Linked DNA regions of Mus musculus: regions 1 and 3 are each linked to region 2. The links are chromatin contacts, called in public Hi-C and promoter capture Hi-C maps. All regions are on one chromosome and are shown on one strand. Each heading gives the region's core, a stretch centred on a gene start, on an enhancer-like site or on the middle of the called end of the contact. The rest is flanking DNA. Distances are from core to core; before and after follow the strand shown. Region 1 overlaps Gphn (gephyrin). Region 2 holds the start of Gphn (gephyrin). Region 3 overlaps Gphn (gephyrin).

Region 1 (2,700 bases), core at 45-2,544, 58 kb after region 2:
TTTTTTGGTTTTTCGAGACAGGGTTTCTCTGTATAGCCCTGGCTGTCCTGGAACTCACTTTGTAGACCAGGATGGCCTTGAACTCAGAAATCCGCCTGCCTCTGCCTTCTGAGTGCTGGGATTAAAGGTGTGCACCACCATGCCCGGCTTTGAGTTAATTTTATATCCAGCCACTTTGCTGAAGTTGTTTATCAGCTGTAGGAGTTCTCTGGTGGAGTTTTTGGGGTCACTTAAGTATACTATCGTTTCATCTGCAAATAGTGATATTTTGACTTCTTCCATTTCAATTTGTATCCCTTTGACTTCCATTTGTTGTCTAATTGCTCTAGCTAGGACTTCAGGTACTATATTGAATAGATAGTGAGAGAGGACAGCCTTGTGTAGATCCTCATTTTAGTGGGTTTGCTTCAAGTTTCTCTCCATTTAGTTTGATGTTGGCTACTGGTTTGCTGTATATTGTTTTTACTATGTTTACGTATGGGCCTTGAATTCCTCATCTTTCCAAGTCTTTTAACATGAAGGGATGTTGAAATTTGTCAAATCCTTTTTCAGTATCTAATGAAATGATCTTGTGTTGTGTGTGTGTGTGTGTGTGTTTTCAGTTTGTTTTTGTAATGGATTACATCGATAGATTTCCATATATTGAACCATCCTCGCATGCCTGGGATGAAATGTACTTGATCATGGTGAATGATCATTTTGATGTGTTCTTGGATTTGGTTGGTGAGAATTTTATTGAGTATTTTTACATTTTTATTCATAAGTGAAACTGGTTTGAAGTTCTCTTTGTTGGATCTTTGTGTGGTTTTGGTATCAGTGTAACTGTGGCTTCATAGAACCAATTAGGTACTGTTTCTTCTGTTTCTATTTTGTGGAATAGTTTGAAGAATATTGGTATTAGGTCATCTGTGAAGGTCTGATGGAATTCTGTACTAAAACCATCTAGTCTGGAGCTTATTTTTTGTTTGGGAGACTTTTAATGACTGCTCCTATTCCATTAGGAGTTATGGGACTGTTTAGATGGTTTATCTGATCCTGATTTAACTTAGGTATTGGTATCTGTCTAGAAAATTTATCGACTTCATCCAGGTTTTCCAGTTGCATTGATTATGGGCTTTTGTAGTAGGAACTCGTGTTTTTTTTTTTTTTTTTTTTAATTCAGTTTCTATTGTTATGTCTCCTTTTTCATTTCTGATTTTGTAAATGTGGATAATATTTCTGTGCCCTCTGCTTTGTCTGGCTAGGAGTCTATTTAGCTTATTGATTTTCTCAAAGAACCAGCTTCTACCTTTGTTGATTTTTGGATAGTTTTCTCTTTGTTCCTTCTTGGCTGATTTCAGTCCTGAGTTTGATTATTTTCCCCCATCTACTCCTCTTGAGTGTATTTGCTTCTTTTTGTTCTGGAGTGTAATCTCTCTCCAATTTCTTTATGGAGTTACTCAGAGCTATGAGTTTCCCTCTTAGCACTGCTTTCATTATCATTTTGATGTGTTCTTGGATTTGGTTGGTGAGAATTTTATTGAGTATTTTTGCATTTTTATTCATAAGTGAAACTGGTTTGAAGTTCTCTTTGTTGGATCTTTGTGTGGTTTTGGTATCAGTGTAACTATGGCTGCATAAGTTTGGGTATTTATGCCTTCATTTTCACTAAATTCTAAAAAGTCTTTAATTTCTTTCTTTATTTCTTCCTTGACCAAGTTATCATTGAGTAGGGTGTTGTTCAGCTTCTATACATATGTGGGATTTCTGTTGTTTTTGTTGCTATTGAAGACCAGACTTAGTCTGTGGTGATCTGATAGGATGCATGGGATTATTTCAGTCTTCTTGTATCTGTTGAGGCCTGTTTTGTGACCAATTATATGGTCAATTTTGGAGAATGTACCATGAAGTAATGAGAAAAAGTTATATTCTTTTGTTTTAGGATGAAATGTTCTGTATATATCTGTTGATTCCATTTGGTTCATAACTTCTGTTACATTCACTGTGTCTCTGTTTAGTTTTGTTTCCATATTCTGTCCATTGCTGAGAGTGGGGTTTTGACATCTCCCACTATTATTGTGTGAGTTTCAATGTGTGCTTTGAGCGTTAGTAAAGTTTCTTTTACAGATGTGGGTACCCTAGCATTTGGGGCAAAAATACTGAGAATTGAGAATTCATCTTGGTAGATTTTTTTTTCCTTTGATGAGTATGAAGTGTCCTTCCTCATCTTTTTTTGATAACTTTTTTTTGAAAGTCGATTTTATTCGATATTAAAATGGCTATTTCACCTTGTTTCTTGGGACCATTTGTTTGGAATTTTTCCCCCAACCTTTTACCGTGAGGTAGTGTATGTCTTTGTTACTGAGGTACGTTTCCTTTATGCAGCAAATTTCTGGGTCCTGTTTATATATCCAGTCTGTTAGTTTATGTCTTTTTATTGGGGAATTGAGTCCATTGATGTTAAGAGATATTAAGGAAAAGTGATTGTTGCTTCCTGATATTTTTGTTGTTAATAGGTGGAATTATGTTTGTGTGGCTATCTTCTTTTGGATTTATTGAAAGAAGATTACTTTCTTGCTTTTTCTTGGGTGTAGTTTCCCTCCTTGTGTTGGCATTTTCCACCTGTTATCCTTTGTAGGACTGGATTTGTAGAAAGATATTGTATAAATTTGGTTTTGTCATAGAATATCTCCGTTGAGGAGCCTGGTGTAATTTTGATAG
Region 2 (2,700 bases), core at 186-2,685:
CTTGTTTTGCCACTAGGATCTTTGGTAGTAATTATGGGAGGTGAGTTCATGATCTGGCTTACAAATTTAATCCACTGCCAGAAATACTAGTATACATATCTTCAAAAACGAATTATTTTATCCTTTCTCAACTCCACCCATCATTTCCTTTGTCCTCTTATATAAAGGCACAATGTGAATCTTTAGTGAATAGAATGAGTAATGCTATGTTCTTACTGGAACAATACAAACCGCACATAACCATATAATTGAGATTTTAGACTAAGAGCAGATTATTAAACAGTTTTGATACTTTTTTTGTTGTTGTTTTGCTTTTAGGTTTTACTATGGTGAACAAATGAGAAAACATACACACACTTAAGCCAGAAAAGGATATTTAGCAAACCTACACAAAATAGAGGTGGCTAATAACACTTTATGAAAGACACAGAACTAAATGACCACATTTTCAGAGTAATTCCATATTCCAGAAACACTGAAACTTAAATGTCACAGCATCTAGGGGACGACAGAGAGAGAGAGAGAGAGAGAGAGAGAGAGAGAGAGAGAGAGAGAGAGAGGAATCTCCACTCCACGTGCCCTGCTGCAGACACATAAGCTCCGTCTACGACGTCTGTGGTAGGCTGTCACCGAGCGGGGCCAAAGCGAAGTCAGAGGGAGCATTGACTGCAGGTCACAGCTGGGGCGGCACAGGGTAACCTATCTCTGCCCGAGAGGGGACTCTCGTCACAGCGGCCACCGTTCTGCCACCCATGCCGCTTCCTTAAGCCACCTCTAGGTTCTCCGGTGCCTTCAGAGGAGGTGAGCCCACCTCGCTGCCGCACCTGGTCCGGAGTGGCTCCATCGCGGGCAGAGCCGGCCGGCCTGAGGCGGCGGAAAACTGACGAGGCTGCCGGCTCGGCGGGGGATTGCTTCTGTCTGGGGCCCGCCGAGGCTGCGTTCGTGCCTCGCGCGCACCCGCACCGCGTCCGCCCAGCCAATCCCGCGCTACTCGCGCGCCCAGGAACGTTCCTTGGGTCCCACTCTAGGCTGGGCCGGCTCCTTCCCGCTCCCGGCACTCCGCAGCCAAGCTCGCACTCCTCCCCTCACTCTCCACGAGTTGCACGCCTCGGGGTGTAGCTCCGCCCCTGTCCCCGAGTCCGCCCCCGCAACCTCCAGAGCGTGTGCTCCCTTTTCCCCCTCTCAGTCTCTTGCCATCCAGGCGTCTTGGGTCTCACTCCGCAGAGCCTCTGGGTCTCGCCGGCCTTGCCCCGCCGCCTCCGCGCTCTGTCTTCCGCGAGGCCGCCGCTACTCCCACCCCGGGATCGCTTCCTCCCGGCCGGACTCGGGGTCGCGCGGCCCGACTCCGCCCCCTCCGCGGACCCGCGCGCTCCTGGCGCGGCCTCTCCCCCCCACCCCACGCAGGCCACCGGGCGCTCGGCCCCCTCCTTCCCGCTCGCCTCGCGCTCCCCGGGCGCCCTCGCTCTCGCGCTCTCCAAGGCAAGCGCGCTCCCGGCCGGCGCGCTCCGGGCTCCGGCTTCTCCTGGCTCCTGTCAGTGCGGTGACTGCGCTGGGAAACATGGCGACCGAGGGAATGATCCTCACCAACCACGACCATCAAATCCGTGTCGGAGTCCTCACAGGTAACGGGGGGAGGAGGTCCGGGGGAGCCGCAACGGCTACTATCCGCGACTTGCTGGAGGTTTCTCGCCCGCGGTGGTGCTTCCCTGCGGCCTCGGGAAGAGGGCAGGCTGAGGAGGGGGACCGGGGGGTGTATTTTACAACCGCTGAGAGCTGCTGAGGATTCGGGTGTTCCCGTGTGCTCCCCGGGGGAGCTGGGGCAGGCACGGTGGGGTGTCAGGCCCCGGAGCCCTAGCAGCCAAAGTCTCTGGCCCCCGGGGACCGAGGGGCCGGTGCGGCGGGCGCTGCGGGGCTCCGCGCTGCCGGTGCGGGCGGCGGGATTCCTGCTCCGCAGTCTGAAGCACGCTGCTCGGGGTTGGCCGGGCGCCTCCTCCACTAAAGCTCTTCCGAGAGGGGGGAATCCCATCTCCACCCCCTTTTCTCCCCTCCCCCCCCACCCGGCGGCCCCATGGCACCTGCCTGACAGGACTCGGGGTTCGGCAGGCGAACTCTGCTCCGCCTCTGCTGCCCCTTCGCCGGCCGGCTGTCCCCTCTGCAGACGACGGGACACTCCTCACCTCCCCCGGGAGCCGGGTGCTAGGCTCTAGTCCGGACCCCGGAAAGTGCCTTCCTTCTGCCTTTCCTAGCACAGGGCCCTCCCTCTCTGTCTGCCTCTTCTCCTCCGCGAGGACCGGCTGCTTCCCGTGGCCGGGAGAGCCAGCCTTTTTTTTTTTTTTTTTTCCCTTGAGAAGGAAGGATTTCCCTCTGTCGGGTTCTTTTCTCCCCCTCCCTTTTGGGACACCCCCCCCCTCCCATTCTCACTCCCCGGTGGATGGTCCTGAGGCTGGTGAGGAGCGCACTTTTCCCGGGTCGCGTTTCCCTCCCTCGCGGAAGTCGTGTGTGCTCTGCATGTCTGATTCCGTTGCGTTGTATTTGGGTGATATCCCTGAGTTTGGAGATAGACAGTTGCTGCAGGGCACGACTTCCAAGATGAATTGCAAACCTATTTGTAGGGGTTTCGGCTGAGGTTCTGTAGTTGGCATGGTTCAAGTGTAATTGAACGGAGAAGCGGGGGTTAAAGAATTTATATTTGGAGTCTGA
Region 3 (2,700 bases), core at 22-2,521, 41 kb after region 2:
ACATACACATGACTGGAGACTTTGAAATACTTGTGCAGAAGCCTGGAATAGGATATTGTAAAAAGTTGCATAGATGACTGTGCAGATGGGTAAATATTTTAATAAATAATTAAGATAAATAGAAAATGGGACAGACTAATGATGAATTAGGGTAGTAGAGAAGATTACACTTTGAGTTATTTTTTTATTTTGCCTTATATTTTCAATATAAAATGAAAATACCAAATCAATTAACCAGAAGTTCAACTTGCAAAACCTAGTTAATTAATAATTTTATTCATGTTTGTTTTAACTAATGTTAGTTTTTGAACTTTGGCTCCTCTGTTCTATGGACCAATGTGAAACATTTGTTTTAGGGAATGCCAGTTTTCAAGAAACAGAAATAATCTCTGGATTAGATTTGATATAATTTGATTCTTTTGATTACAAGATATTTTTAATACACTAGGACACAAAGACTATCAGAAGAATTGTTTATACTCCTTTTTGCTTATCCAGTAGGATGAAAACTGTGACTGTATTGTTTAAATATTTATTTGAACATGAAAAAAAAGCAGTTGCTATAAAATGTGTTTGCACTCAAAATTAGCCATTAAATAGTAATTGTAGATTAGAAAAAGAGGAGTGTTTTCCTTCTATTTTGTATCTATGCATCCATAGATACTAGTAAATTATTGCTGTAGCAAGGTGTGGTCTGATCTTTAACATTACTTTTTCTGTAGCAGAAATTATGGTATTTGATAACTTTATCTTATTTATAAAAGTAGATATATATTTGTCAGTTTTTCATTTCTGTGACAAAATGTGGGGAGGTGGACCATGCCACCAGACAGAAGAACTGATAAGGTAGTAGCAAGTTCAGAACCCTGGTAAATCTCATAAATGAGACTAGTAAGAGTTTGATCCTGTCCTGGAGTATGAGACCATGACACCTCACTAGGAGGGCAATGACAACTGGTTAGGTAGCATAGAACCTAGAGTTCTTCATGCTAATGAGGAATCTAGATAGGCCCCAGTTGTTTAGCCAATGAACTCTCTTTCCTGGGCTTCCTTTTCTGCCAAAGGTATTTAATCTCTGGTTTGCCCTCAATAAGACGTGTGCATCCTCATCCACCATGAATAAAACTGTGCTCTGTTATACAGAGCTATGCTGTTTGCCTGGGTCTCCCATAGAGGGTCCTTTTCCAGCCCCTCCCTCCCTCCCTCCCTGCTCATTGCAGACTCCTCTTTCCAACACCCCACAGTTCCCAGAGGTGTCTGGGTGCACAGGAGTTTGAGAACTTCAGCCGCTATCCCAGCCTCTGCTGTTTCTCACTTGGAGAAACACAGGAAGGGACACCCTTATCTTTGACTGCATTTAGTATTTCCCTGAGCGAGGTGCAAGGTAGAGACACAGAATGACAACAAGACACTCAAAAATAAGCTACAAGGAAGAAAACTTTATTTGGCTTATGATAATAGAGGTTTCAGTCCATGGTTGGCTGGTTCAATTACTTTTATATTGTAGTGAGGTAGAATGGTCATGACAGGGAGCACATGATAGAACAAAGCTACTTGTTTTATGACAGCCAGGAAGCAGAAAAAAACAGGGAAGGAAATGATCAGGGGCAAGATTCACCTTTTAAAGCCTATTACTAAATAAGTAAAGATTTTAAAAATGGAAAGTGAGTGAGTAGGGGAGAAGAAAGAAAGCCACTTTACCAATTACAAAGTTGCTGTTTAAATGAAGAAAAAAAAAGCTTCTATCACTCCCATCTAACAAGCATGTTCTACCACCTAATAACCTATTCAGCTATGAACTTAATGAATTTATCTATTGATGGGGTTAACAATCAAGCTTTCAAGCTTTGTACACATGACTCTCTAGAAACAGGTATTTAGACAAGAATGTGTCAGAGTTATTAATTTCCTATAGGAACAATATGTAATTCAAATTGTAGGAGTGTAAATGTTGCTTTTCTTTCCTCAGATGAAGCAATGAAATGAGAGCAGTACCCTAGCTGTATGAATGTACAGCTTTTGGTGAGCCTCTCTGTTCTAACTATCCCCAGGCCTAGGACTCCATACAATCTAATCTTCCAAACTAACTGATTCAATCTGGCTTCTCTGAATTGCTCTTCCTGCCCTCATACTAACTTGGGTAATGTGTTCTAGTCTACTAGTTCCTTCTTATTCTCTGGCTTATTCTTTTTTCACCTGTGTCTACCTTGTTCTCTCTGTAACCCATCTCTGTAAAGCTATCCTGGTAAAACTCCATACATTCATACTACCCACCACCTTTTTCTCTCTCACTGCTCTTAAGTGGCCTCTCTTCCTCTGCTGTTCTCATGTGAGTTGAGCATATCCTATCTGTGACTCATTCTGTTAAATCTTTCTCTAATTCATCACTTTGTCTGCTCCTCAGTTATATGTCACCTTCAAACATGGCTGCTTGCTTCTACAAACTAATCTTACCTTCCCTGTTAGGGATTAAAGGTGATTACTAGAGACATGTATGTATATTCCAGCTGGATCATGTCTTTGGATGTGATCCCTTGACAGAGCAGCCATGTTGCATGATTAAAATCCCTCTACTTAAGAAAGAGTATATGAATAAAAAATTAAAGTTTGTTTAGGTTATAAATTGTTAGCACATTTGGTTTTTATAACACTTTTGGGGATCTTATTATTTATTATAATGGTGTAATACATTTAATCAGT

Evidence for each region. Promoter capture Hi-C pulls out the DNA fragments that hold promoters and counts their contacts. Hi-C and Micro-C count contacts between places; a contact is called where the count stands out from the background.
Region 1: a contact with region 2 is called in a promoter capture Hi-C map of liver, with 2.0 times the contacts expected there. The contact joins the enhancer-like site here to the promoter of Gphn in region 2. A contact is called at or near these places in 3 of 39 promoter capture datasets (3T3-L1-derived adipocytes, hippocampal neurons and liver), 4 of 484 Hi-C or Micro-C datasets (liver, macrophages and neurons), 9 of 115 datasets of contacts at active chromatin or transcription factors (the 230-238 cell line, the SCID.adh cell line, bone marrow-derived dendritic cells and 6 more) and 2 of 9 other capture datasets (adipose tissue and liver).
Region 3: a Hi-C map of liver shows a contact between it and region 2, with 1.7 times the contacts expected there. The contact joins the enhancer-like site here to the promoter of Gphn in region 2. A contact is called at or near these places in 6 of 39 promoter capture datasets (3T3-L1-derived adipocytes, the HPC-7 cell line, hippocampal neurons and 2 more), 6 of 484 Hi-C or Micro-C datasets (Kupffer cells, liver and neurons), 7 of 115 datasets of contacts at active chromatin or transcription factors (the SCID.adh cell line, bone marrow-derived dendritic cells, embryonic stem cells and 4 more) and 2 of 9 other capture datasets (liver and pancreatic islet).

The regions. Positions count from the first base shown.
Region 1 is chr12:78,283,022-78,285,721 of GRCm38.p6, forward strand. All of the region lies in intron 1 of Gphn (gephyrin), which reads left to right. Among named protein-coding and RNA genes, the nearest start is that of Gphn, 58 kb to the left of the region's middle. Within about 2 kb of position 1,295, at least 1 of the 459 cell types and tissues checked has an H3K27ac peak or open chromatin away from gene starts, as enhancers often do. A contact at or near this core is called in liver, where this site is marked.
Region 2 is chr12:78,225,220-78,227,919 of GRCm38.p6, forward strand. It overlaps Gphn (gephyrin), which reads left to right and starts at 1,436. Exons shown (of 23, transcript NM_145965.2): 1 at 1,436-1,622. The coding sequence starts at 1,559.
Region 3 is chr12:78,266,745-78,269,444 of GRCm38.p6, forward strand. The region is part of intron 1 of Gphn (gephyrin); the gene reads left to right. Among named protein-coding and RNA genes, the nearest start is that of Gphn, 41 kb to the left of the region's middle. Within about 2 kb of position 1,272, at least 2 of the 459 cell types and tissues checked have an H3K27ac peak or open chromatin away from gene starts, as enhancers often do. A contact at or near this core is called in liver, where this site is marked.